Regions from separate parts of the Rattus norvegicus genome. Here region 2 is linked to region 1. Evidence: chromatin contacts called from public Hi-C data. All regions are on one chromosome and are shown on one strand. Each heading gives the region's core, a stretch centred on a gene start, on an enhancer-like site or on the middle of the called end of the contact. The rest is flanking DNA. Distances are from core to core; before and after follow the strand shown.

Evidence for each region. A called contact is a pair of places that touch in the nucleus more often than the background predicts.
Region 2: a contact with region 1 is called in a Hi-C map of liver, with 5 times the contacts expected there. The contact joins the promoter of Slc25a38 here to the enhancer-like site in region 1. A contact is called at or near these places in 6 of 12 Hi-C or Micro-C datasets (the A7r5 cell line, Schwann cells, frontal cortex and 3 more).

Annotation. Positions count from the first base shown.
Region 1 is chr8:128,572,481-128,578,688 of GRCr8, forward strand. It overlaps Ttc21a (tetratricopeptide repeat domain 21A), which reads left to right. Exons shown (of 29, transcript XM_003750604.6): 20 at 569-757; 21 at 1,857-1,967; 22 at 2,477-2,558; 23 at 3,701-3,851; 24 at 4,175-4,336; 25 at 4,473-4,665; 26 at 4,758-4,982; 27 at 5,612-5,732; 28 at 5,860-5,927; 29 at 6,009-6,208. The coding sequence ends at 6,086. Among named protein-coding and RNA genes, the nearest start is that of Csrnp1, 13 kb to the right of the region's middle. Within about 2 kb of position 2,796, at least 9 of the 93 cell types and tissues checked have an H3K27ac peak or open chromatin away from gene starts, as enhancers often do. A contact at or near this core is called in liver, where this site is marked.
Region 2 is chr8:128,709,925-128,716,132 of GRCr8, forward strand. It overlaps Slc25a38 (solute carrier family 25, member 38), which reads left to right and starts at 3,256. Exons shown (of 7, transcript NM_001030032.2): 1 at 3,256-3,471. The coding sequence starts at 3,343.

The sequences.
Region 1 (6,208 bases), core at 1,546-4,045:
TCCGTACGCCTTCTGAAACCTGCCTGTCTTCCATGCTCCTCACCTCATCCACTCACGCGTTAGATGTGTGAGAAGTGCCTCCACTTCTAGAAAGGAGGGTGGAACAGAGCAAAGGTACCCATCAAAGCACAGCCCACAGACACACACACACACAAAGCCCTCGGTTCTGTCTCCAGTACCACATAAACCAGGCCTGGTGGCACTCGGGATCAGAGGTTCAAAGCCATCCTTGATTATATAACGGTTTCCAGGCCAGCCCTTCTCAAACAACAAAGACCTAGTCTGAGCTAGGTGTGGTGACCCGTACCTTTGATCCCAGCACTCTAGAGGCAGAAGCAGGCAGATAGAGCTCTGTGAGTTTGAGGCCAGCCTGGTCTACCAAGTTCCATATCAGCGAGGGCTACAAAGGGAGGCCCTGTCTCAAAAATAAAGCACCACCAGCAGAGGGCGTGGCTGTGAGTTCCTCGCGGTGCCCTTTCTGGCCCTGCCAGCCGTGGAACACTGGAAATCCTGTGCTCTGGCACATGGGTTCAGGGTTTCTGAACCCAACCTCATCCGTTCCCCCAAGGCCTTGGACCTCCAGTCCCGCATACTGAAACGGGTTCCTCTGGAGCAGCCAGAAATGATCCCCTCCCAGAACCAGGTGGCAGCCTCCATCTGCGTCCAGATTGGAGAGCATCATCTCGCGGACAAAGATTACGACAGCGCTATGAAATCCTATAAGGACGCCCTGGCCTACTCACCTACAGACAGTAAGGTGTGGAGTAACACCCTGGGACCTGGGGAATGTGGCTCAGTTGATAAAGTATTTGCCTAGCACGCACAAAGTTCGGTCCCCAGTAGCTTACAAACCAAGTAAGATGGTAGCACCTCAGCCCTTGGAAGGCAGAGGCAGGATCTGGGGGCTCCTTGCTGAGTGAGGCCTCTCTTCTCTGAGGAGCTGCAGGTGTAAAGGGGGAGGGAGGCCTCCGGGGTGGGAAGTGGCTCCGGTTGACTCCGGGCCCTCACCTACTACAGTTCTTAGAGGAAGGCTAGGATGACCATCTTTATAGACCATTTATGGATGCAAGAAAGGGAAAGATAGCTCTGAAAGCCACATTCGCCCTGTCTTTGTCACCGGGCCATTGCGGGTTCCTGCCACTGGACTGAGGGACATGGTAAGAGCTGTGACTGCCAGGCTGCGTGCGGCTGAGTTTAAAGCCAGCTGAGATGCCGGAGGGGCGTGGTTCCAGATGATGAACCAGTTCGCTAAGTTCAGGGAAGAGCCCAGCAATGGAAGAGTGATTGCTTAGCATGCACAAAGCCCTGGGTTCAGTCTCCAGCACCACATCAAACCTTTCATCTCTGCACTTGGGAGGTGGAGGCCAGCCTGTCTCAAAAATATACCTAAATATACTTATGACATGTATTGTGTGAGAACAAATAGCTGTTCATCCTTTGACAGACCCTGGGCTGGTTTATGCCAGGGACTGCTGTAGGCTGGAGACAATAGGCCAGGGCGTGAGTCTTGCCTACATATTACCCTCAGGCAAGAGGAAAGTGAAGCATGTGGGTAGTCCCAGAGTCCCCTTTGTCCCAGAGTCCCCAGGGCACAGAGGAATCCCCAGAGGAAGGAGCAGAGGCCAACGGATAAGATTAGTGGGTTAGCCAGGCCCCATCTCACTCCCACTGCTAAAACCGAACGGCAGGGAAACCTGGTGGGATCGGAGGACAAGAGCCATCCTCTGCCTGTGGCAAGGGGCCTGCTTTAGAAGCCAGCTGATAGGCCGGCTGGGAGGGAGGTCAGAGCTAAGGTGAGTGCAGGTTTTCCCGGGCCTGTGATGCAGGCTTGTTAGCTCTGTCTGGTCTTGTCCTAGGTGGTGCTGGAGCTGGCGCAGCTCTACCTGCTTCAGGGGCAGCTGGACTTGTGTGAACAGCACTGTGCCCCCCTCTTAGAGATGGAGCAGACCCACGAGAGAGCTGCCGTGGTAGGAGATACCATGCTGCACACCGCCCCGGGGGCCCTGTGGGCTGCTTCCTAATTGCCGACCCTCGGATGCCTTCACTGGCTTTGGGACCTAGCCCCAGTTTCCTGCTCTGCCCTTTATAAGGGAGGGATGAGCAGGCCAGCAGAGGGCAGCAGCAACCTCTGCACCAGGCTGGGGGGGGCGTGGTTGAACAGACTCGGGGGGGGGGGGGGACCACACCTACTATGGGGCGAAGGTGAAGGTCAGGTGACTGGAAGCCTGTGAAATAACCCTCCCTGGTGTCAGGCCTTCTAGCTTGTCTGTTACTCACACCTTCTCCAGGGCCACCCCAGGCTCTGGAAAGCCTGCGATTTCCACCGATTTCCACCTTCCAGTAGGGTGTCCTGGGATCCCACAGGCTCTCTGGACCAGGGAGGCTATCTTCGGGGAGAGTCTTTTCTGCCTTTCCTCTCTGCCAGCCCTCATGCAGGCCGCTGTCAGTAATACACAGCTTGTGTGTCTTCTGATAGGTGCTGGCTGACCTGATGTTTAGAAAACAAAACTATGAAACCGCCATCAATCTCTACCGCCAAGTGCTGGAGAAAGCTCCAGGTAACTCCGCCCAGCACGCTGCTTCCCCACCCAGCCCGCACCGGCTACCCCAGAGAAGGGTGGGCCTTCTCCCCTCCTTCCTGCATGCTCAGAGGAAGCTCCTTTCTTCCCAATTGTTCCCAGAGAGGCAGGAAACAGATAAAGACCCAGAACGTGGCAGCCCTTCCTGAGTCAAAGGGGCCAGTTCCTGGACCCAGGCACTTGGCACTGGAGCCAGGACAGCCCATCTGTCCCCATATCACTGCAGCCACTGGGAGTGAACTGTCTCCTCTACCGTCACACCCACTTGGAAGGCACTGGACTGGGGTGGGGTGGGGCAAAAAAAAAAAAAAACAGAAAGAAAGACACTAGATGTTCTTTCTTGGTTGTAGCTGCACCCCTACTTGCTACCAAATGAAATCGCTGCTCCAGCGGTCAAACCTGAAAACCAAGCCATGGGCCTAGCCATTCCATGGTAGTCACCACGGGCCCAGCAACTGTTGTTAGGTATATAGCCTTAGAGTCAAGGTACCTGGGTCTGAACCCTCATGTCACTTAGCTGTGTGACCTTTGAAAAACTACTTCATTCCTCCATGTTCTTTGTCCTCGTCTGTCAAATGGGGACAGAAAGATTATTTACCTATAGCTAAGCTACAGCACACACACACACACACACACACACACACACACACACACACACACAGAGTGGCTAGAGGTCAGGGGACAGCAGTGGGTGATCCTGCCCTACCACCTTTATCCTCCTTCCCTTGGAACAAGATCTCTAGCTGAACTTGTACTTGGCCTGGAGCCAGCAAGCCTCAGACATCCTCCTGCCTGTGACCTCCAGAGCCTGAGGTTCAGAGACGCTCACAGCCCACACCTTGCTTTTTAGATGGGCACTGGGAATTTGAACTCAAGTCCTCATGTTTGTCCGGCAAGTGCTTTGCTGACGGAAGCATCTCCCAGGCCCCTACTGTAGCTATTTCAAGCACTATATAATTTACTCATGCTTGCATACAGACTCATCTATGCTCGGCCTAAACAAGTAGTGTCTCCTAGTCCCTCCTCAAGGTCCAGCACCCCTCCCCCATCAGACCCCGTCACACCAGCCTGATGCAGTTATTGGCCACCACATGCTGCAGATTTCTGCCCTTTCCTTTCAGACAATTTTTTGGTACTGAATAAACTGATCGACCTGCTACGACGGAGCGGCAAGCTTGAAGAGGCCCCTGCTTTCTTTGAACTGGCCAAGAAGGTGTCTAGCCGGGTGCCTTTGGAACCAGGGTTTAACTACTGCCAAGGCATTTACTGCTGGTGAGTTAGGCTGGAGGAGACAGAGGGTCAGTGGTGGAATAAGAGACACCCCCACATGGGGGTTGGGGATTTAGCTCAGTGGTAGAGCGCTTGCCTAGCAAGTGCAAGGTCCTGGGTTCGGTCCCCAGCTCCGAAAAAAGAAAAAAAAAAAAAAAGAGAGAGACACCCCCACACATAGCAGGTAGCTAGTGTTTTATGCTCAGTAGAAGAGAGACAGAGCAGCCTCCAGGACCAGAAGTCCTCAGACCTGGTGGCCATGCCATGCCCCCTGGCCTCACGGTTCACCAGCTCAGGGCTCTTGGCATTTCTTTCACTCACTGCAGGCACATTGGACAGCCCAATGAAGCCTTGAGGTTTCTGAACAAAGCCCGAAAGGACAGCACTTGGGGCCAGCTTGCCACCTGTTACATGGTACAGATCTGTCTGAACCCTGACAACGAGATTGTCGGTGGAGAGGCTTTTGAGAGTCTGGTGGGTGACAGCAAGTAAGAGGACTAGGAGGCGGGATGAGGGGGCGGGGCGGGGGGCGGGGCGAAGAGGCGGGATGAGGCTTCAGTTTCTGGGCGGAGGCCAGGTGAGTGACCCACAAGCAGGCTGTCAGCATGAGTCCTGTGCCCACAGCTCTGCCAGTAGGAAAGAGTCTCAGCAGCACGGGGTGCGCACTGCAGAGAAGCTACTTCGGGAATTTTACCCACACTCGGAGTCCGGGCAGACCCAGCTGCGGCTGCTGCAGAGCCTCTGCCTGCTAGCCACCAGGGAGAAGGCGAACATAGAGGTGGCTCTGGGGGCCTTCATCGAGATGGCCCAGGCTGAGGTGCGAGGGCTAGGGACTGGTTTCGGTGGGCAGGGGTCAAGATGGAGGTGACTGCCAAAGTGCCCCAATGTCTGCTCCCCACGGGTGTGCAGAAGGACAACATCCCTGCACTGCTGGCCATGGCGCAGGCCTACGTCCTCCTGAAGCAAGTCCCCAAGGCCCGAACGCAGCTGAAGCGCCTGGCCAAAGTCCCATGGATGCTGGACGAGGCCGAAGACCTGGAAAAGAGCTGGCTTCTGTTGGCAGACATCTACTGCCAAGGCGGCAAATTCGACCTGGCCTTGGAGCTGCTGCGCCGCTGCTTGCAGTACAACAAGGCAAAGATCACTGGCACGGGAGAATAAGGGAGGGGTGAGCGGGGGTGGGAGGGGGGAAGGGGAGGTAGAGCCGGAGGGGGCCGGAATCAGGGGGCTGGAACCAGGACCCACGGGCCAAAGAAGGGCCCAAGGGCCATGTTTATGAGGATCAGGCATAGCCAGGAAGTCGGTGGGCTTGAGCCATATGCAAGGATTAGCTTCTGTGAGGTAGAATCATTGGTTAGAGTGGCTTTATTTTTTTACGATTTATTTATTTTTATTTATATGAGTACACTGCAGACACACTAGAAGAAAACATCAGATCCCATTACAGATGGTTGTGAGCCACCATGTGGTTGCTGGGATTTGAATTTAGGACCTCTGGAAGAGCAGTCGATACTCTTAACCACTGAGCCATCTCCACAGCCCTAGAAGGGCTTTATTTGAGAGGGTTTTGAGTAAACCAGCTTCTGAGTAAAGAATGGGTACACAGTTAACCCTTCAAAAAGCTAAAGATGCTTGTGGGGGTCCCTAATGCACTTTGGGTTCCTGATGCTCACCACCATTCACTTGCCCCCTCCTGGTCCCACCCCAAGGACCATGGTGACTGCTGCCGGGCAGAAATACTAACTGCCCTCCCTCTCCCCCAGTCTTGCTGCAGGGCCTATGAGTACATGGGCTTCATCATGGAGAAAGAGCAGTCATACAAGGACGCAGCCACCAACTACGAGCTGGCTTGGAAGTACAGCCATCAGGCCAACCCTGCCATTGGTAAGGCACAGGCCGAGGTACACAGGGGCTACTGCCCTGATCCTAGAACCCAAGTCCTGCATCCCGGCAGTTCAGGGAGCCAGAGGGCTCCTCAGTCACCAGAGTGTCCCCCCTACCCTCTGGACAGGTTTCAAACTGGCTTTCAACTACCTGAAAGACAAGAAGTTCGTAGATGCCATTGAAGTCTGTCACAGCGTAAGTCACCAGTACAGGTAGGGAGGGTGCTGCGGTGGGCCCCCTGCCTGATTCCACACTTCTGATCCTTCTCTGTACCAGGTCCTGACGGAGTACCCCAACTACCCCAAGATCAGGGAGGAGATTTTGGAGAAAGCCCAAGGGTCCTTGAGGCCCTAGCTGTGGCTGCAAGGGGCTCCGGACAGTAGAAGCATCAGTCTATGGACGATTCATGGGGAGAGTAGGAAGTGAATCAGTGGAGAAGCAAGTGAGAAATGCATACTCTCTCCATTTCCGTATCG
Region 2 (6,208 bases), core at 2,006-4,505, 140 kb after region 1:
GGTCAGATCATCTGCCTGTCTTGTTCATTGCCACATCCCAGATCCAGGCTTTATTTATTTGCTGGGCGAATTGAGGAGCTAGCTCTTGAGGATCATTAAGAATCAGGGAGAGCTGTGGATGGAGAGGCGGCTCAGCAGTTAAGATGCTTACCACTCTCGTTGGAAGACCCAGGTTCAGTTCCCAGCACCTACCTGTCAGTTCACCTGTAACTCCAGCTCCAAGGGTAACTGTGGGTCTCCCTTCTTCCCAGGGTCATTGGCCACCAGCCCGTGAGGATGAAGGGAACAGAATCAAGGAACAGGGTTTCAGATGGCCCATGAGTATGAACAGAAATGATGACACTCTGGAATCAGCTTCAGGGAGACAGATCAACTTTATTTGAGGTGAACTCAGGGCTATATAGTTTTGCTGAAGGAGGTGGAATACCCAGGGTTAGCGCAAGCCATGTGTAAAGGTTATGACAAGCAAGTGAGTTTCCTGGAGATGGCCCACCATTTTACATGGCTGCAATGGGTGCACTCTGAGATGCATGGATCCCAGAGACTTCATCCCAGGATTGCTTCTCTATGCTTTTCCTGTCCCTGTTACATAGGCTAACGACTCCTGGGCATCAGCCCACCCTATTAGGCAGATCTCCTGTAGAATCAATATGGAGATGAACTTTCCTGAATTAATGCTATTTAGATGAATTATTGACTTTATAGAATTCTTGGTTTAATTCAAATAATTTTAAGAAGAAAGTTTAAGGAGATGGTTTTTGTTGTTTTGCCAGAAAGATGTAATAAAGTTAGAATTAAGAATAGAATGTGCCGGGCTGGAGAGATAGCTCAGTGGTTAAGAGCACTGACTGAAATTCCAGAGGTCGAGAATTCAATTCCCAGCAACCACACGGTGGCTCACAACCATCTGTAATGGGGACCTGATGCCCTCTTCTGGTGTGTGTGAAGACAGCGACAGTGTGTTCACCTACATAAAATAAGTAAATCTTTAAAAAAAGAATAGAATGTGCCTGCTCCTCATTAGAATTGTGAGTAAAGACGGAATAATAAAGAATTCAATGAGCTTTTATAAGTTACACTAAGAAGAAAAATAGGCTTAGGGTAGATTCGTGATCAAACAAATACTTTCATTCTAGGTCAGGTCCAAGGATGAGGCCACAGGTGTGCACTGTGATAAGCAAGGCCACGTGAACTGTTGCTCTGAACTTATGAGCTACAGAATGAAACACCGCTTTTGAACTTACCATCAACATCCTTCTGTGACTCCCCCTTTGTGTAACATTTCAACTATGAGGTAATTTTCTAAAGAACTTTTGTCTAAGAAGGTACAAAATGCTGAGAGAAAAAAAGTGTGGCTGTTGGGCTCTGCTCCATTCACCAAATGTGTATATATATATGTGTGTGTATATGCCTGTCTACATGTATGTACAATGTGTATGTATGTACATACATATGTATGTAGGTATATGTGTATGTAGATAAGTATGCATGTTCACTTGTGAAATTGGTGAAACAGGTGGTCAGGCCCAGTCGAGTGTGGATGTGTGTGCGTGTGTGTGCGTGTGCGTGCGTGCGTGCGTGCGTGCGTGCGTGCGTGTGTGCTCATGACTTTGTCTTTTTTCTTTGTCTCTGGCTCATGAAGAGTTAAGGAGTAAAGATCCCAAGTAACTAAGTGTCTGTTCTTAATCCCCTGCTGCTATTAGTAGGAGCTAATTGCCAGGAGTCATCAGCTTCTGGCCCCCAGAACAGTAAGAGAGAATTAAAGGCCAGGGGTCATCAGCCTTTGGTCATCCTATGCTGCCCACCTCAGTACCTGACCCTATGGGTCTGGTCCCAGCACAGAGTGAGCAAAGGTCATCAGTTGAAGGCTAAGGTACTGAGATGCCTTATTAACATGGGGGGGGGGCGCTCCAGGAATCGGAGGTGCTTGCTGACCAGGTTCTTACAGGGAGAAAGGACGCTGAAGCTGTCATCTAACTAACGCCACATTTCTGAACTGTGATTCCACATGACTCTAGCTTGTGTCGAGCTGACATTAAACTAGCCAGGTCAACAGGACAAGCTGTGGCAAGGCTCTCTGATTTCCAGGTAGGAAGCAAAGGTCGGAGGCAGGATGCCTGGCCATCGATATCCCTTTGATGGAGACTCACTTCCCCCGATGGAAGATCCTGGCACCCAGAAGTCCTTTAGCTAGGACTCGGAGTGTCTCTGTGGGAGCCCCTGTTCCCTGTGGCCTCAGCAGCAGCTGGATTCTAACACTGCCTCCTTATAGCCTCGGGACCTCCATGATTCTGGGAGACAGCAGAATATCCAAGATGAGTCCAAGCACAGTTGAGAAGGCAGAATAAAAAAGCCTTCTGTGACCCCACTCCCCAAAAGTGACAGCCTAGAGAGGAAGTCATCAAGAAGTAAAAAAGTGATGCGGATGTCAAAGTGTATCTCTCTACAGCTGATGGCTTCTGGGGGACGTGGCGGGTGGCCCTTGGGGCGTGGCTACCAGGAGTTTGACCATGCTCCAGTGAGCATATAGAGCGAGTTCCAGGATAGCCAGGGCTACACAGAGAAACCTTGCCTCGAAAATCAAAACAAAACAAACGAACAAAAAGCATAAAGACGAGGCTAGAGAGCCAGCGGTTGGAAAAGCACTTGCTGTTTTGCGGAGGACCTGAGGTTGGTTTCCAGCGCCCAGGTAGGGCCGTTCACAACTGCCTATGAGCTCTTGGCCTCTGCAAGTACTACACTCATACGTACATACCCACACATATAAGTAAAAATAAAAGCCAGGCATGGTGCACATGCCTTTAACCCCAGCACTTGGGATTAAAGAGGCAGGTGGAGTTCTATGACTTCAAGGTCAGCCTGGTCTATAAACAGATACACAGTTAGTTAGCTCCAGGGTAGCCAGGGCTACACAGAGAAACCCTGTCTTGAAAAGCAAAAATAAAACAAAAAAAGGAGAAATGTGAATGGTATTTTTAAAAATTCGTGTCTAAAAAGAAGGCATTCCACCATGCTTCAGGTCTTAAGTATAAATTAAATACAATGAAAACTCAGCCAGACACCCATCTCTAAAAGAGCTTTAGCTACCAAAAGAAAAGCGACGAGCAGGAGACAAGTCTTTCTAACTCCGCAAATATGAACCCCGGACCCTGTAGTTCTGGGTGGAGCCACCAGGTGGCGATGAGATTTCGTCGCCGGATGTATACGTCACCGGAAGCGGGATCTCACCTTTTTGACTGGTTTCTCCTCCTTTCCCCTCCCCCGGAAATATAGGGCGGCTTGTCTCGGGTACTGAGACCCGAGGCCGGGCGGCCGGGCGGCCGGGCGGCAGGGTGGGGAGGGATGGGCGTGAGCGCGGAGCCTCGGAGCCTCTCAGTCGCCCGGGCCGGGCTCGCGTCCCCCGTGATCGAGAAGGCGCGCTCGGCGCTGCTGCCGTCGCAGGATGTAGAGGACACAGTGGAGACGCTCATGGTGAGCTCGTGGGAACACGGGCATTGTGGGGCAGGACAGTGCTTCTAGAACGTTCTACTTCTAAAACTCTCTAACGGTAACTGATAAAAGCGCCTCCGGGCACCTCGGGCCTCCCTTCGACTGCCCGCTTCCCTGCAGGTGGCTGCTTCAGCTTTCCAGGTTCGCCAAGGTCACGCCCCTTCCGTCGGGTTGGCTGCGCTGCCGGGCTGCCATTGGTGGAGACGGGGGCGGGGTGGGGCGGAGTCTTTCACAGCCAATCATAGACGGAGGTGGGGCTGTTCAGGGTGGGCCTGGGCCAGGATGCGCTTCAGTGGGGCGTGGACGCGCAGCTTTGGGGGATGCCTTTTGTAACAATTCTTGATTTTTTGAGTGGGGTCTAACTGTGTGGCTCATGCTGGAACTCGCTGTTTAAACCAGGCTAGCTTCGAACTCCAGACTGCTAATACTAAAGGAGTGTGCGCCCCTATGTCTGGCTCTGTGGCTCCAGGACCATGTCTTTCAAAACTGCATACCTTTTCTCTGGTTGGCCATCTTCCCCCTTCTGATGTGTGTCGGACGTAGAGATTTTGTTGTTTTTCGTTTTGCTGCGGGGTGGTAGAAATTGTGGAACTATTTGGCATCGTGTTTGGCGTAGTCCTAGTTATTCACTGTGCTTTTGGTTTTTACTCTTATTTATGTTGTGTGTGGGGGTAGGTGCACAAGAGTGCAGATGCCCAAGAAGGCCAAAAGAGGGCGTTGGTATCTCCTGGAGTTGGAGTTAGCGGTGCTTGTGAACTCCCCTTTCCGTATGGATGCTGGGAACCTTATGGTCCCTCTGGAAGAATACTGTTCACGTTTGACTGTTCTCCAGCCCTTTCTGATTGTTTTAATCTGTTCTCACACTTTAAAAAAATTGGAATATTCAACTTTTTTTAAGCTACGAGTAAGGTTGAGCTACTAAAATAAATCAAATCTGTCTTGAAGTCAGAGGTGTAGGCTTTCAGGAAAGCACCTTCTTTTCCATCATTATAAGAAAACTAAGCCCAGGGCCAGCACGGTGGCTCATGAAGAGGCAGGCTGTGTGAGCATGAGACTGTCTCAAAACAAGTACAACAGACCCACAAAATCCACTCTCAAAGGATGCGCTGTAAGCATACAAAGGTCACAAGGCTGTTAAACTTACCTGGTTTTTTGTTTGTTTGTTTTGGGCCGTCTCATTGGAATTGAGGCTCCAGTTTGCAGTTTTTAAAGATGACCTGGCTGTAGGGTAGGAAGTAGATTGGAGGGGTCAAAGATTGAGGTAAAAAGGTTGTATCAGTCAGTAGGGAAGGAAACTGTGGACCTTTGAACCAGGGCTGCTGAAGGAGGTGAAGAAGCAGAATGAGCAAGTTTGTAGAGGCCCAGCCCAGAATGGGCGTTCCCTTGGGAGGGGCTTGCTGAGGAGCAGGTTGAAGTGAGGGAGAGAGAGATAAGCACGTTTGTAAATGTCACTCAGGTGCCTGTGGGGCATCTGAGCAAGGGCAGTTTGGGTTTGTCTGGAGCGGTTCGGTGTGGATGGAAGGATAGAAACTGGAGCTGGCGGAGGGATGTGACAGGATAGTTCACTGGAGGAAGAGAGTGAGCAGTGGCCAGAGAGATGAGAGGATGGGTCCATCGCTGGGGCTGGCCAGGGAGGAGGACTCACCGATATGTCTGATTTCTCCTCGCACACCACCACGTTTGTAACCCCTGCTCGTTCCCGAACAGATTCCGTCTTTAGAGTGTCTTCCTGCTGTTGGGGCTGAAGGGGCAAATAGGGCAGACTGAGGGCATCATCAGGAGAGGTCAGGAAGCAGCAGGCAGAGCGAGTCTCCTGGGGCTGGGGAAGAAGTAGGTGTGGAGGGTTGTTGCCCAAGTTTCCAGTCTGGACTGTTGACTTTGAGATCGCCATGGGCAGGAGGGGACACGGGGTGGCAGAGTGGATAGGAGGGAGGATAGAATGGAACGTTGTGAAGTCTGGTCATGGGTGAGGCTGCTCTGAGAGGGCTGCAGACTGATGAGACTTGAGATGCAGCAGTTCTGAGGAGCAGGCAGAGGGAACAGAGACCTGTAGCCAGTTGGGGTGGGGTGGTAGGGTGGGGTGCTAGTGGAAGAAACCAGTACTTAGAGAGGTAGTCACTGATATCAAATATACCTAAGAGTTGAAGTAAGTTAAGGACAGGGCAGAAGGTGGGGCCTAGACTGAGTCTCCAGGAGCCTTACTACAGGAGGTTCTGACTAGATGGCAAGCCCAGGGCCTGAAGGGTGACTGGCAGGAGGGAATGGAAACACAGTGTGGCGCTGGAAACAGAGGCTCTGGGACTGGTTTCCAGGCAAAGGAGAGATGTCTCAGGAAGAGAGGAACCTGGTGTGTGAGGAGGTTGAACTCCCCGATGCTGTAAAGGCTCAGGTGAGGCTGAGGTGCAGTTTTGGGAGTGTTCATTAGTGGAAGAACCAGGCATCTCTGGGGATGGGGCATTGGCTGCCAGTACAGCAGATGTGTTGAAATACACACTGCCTGGGTTTGCCTGCTGTCTTCTGAGAGCCCCTGCTGGTACCCTAGGCTGTCGTCAGGTCCAGTATTCACCCCTCAGCACTTACTTAGTCCCGGTGGTCTTAACACTCACTCCAGATGTGATTGATAGAAGTAAAGGTGTTCTCTTCCCTGAGATGGACACTGTAGATGACAGTTTGGTTCCTGGTAATCTGACGCAGCAGACTTCACAGTCATTGTATGAGC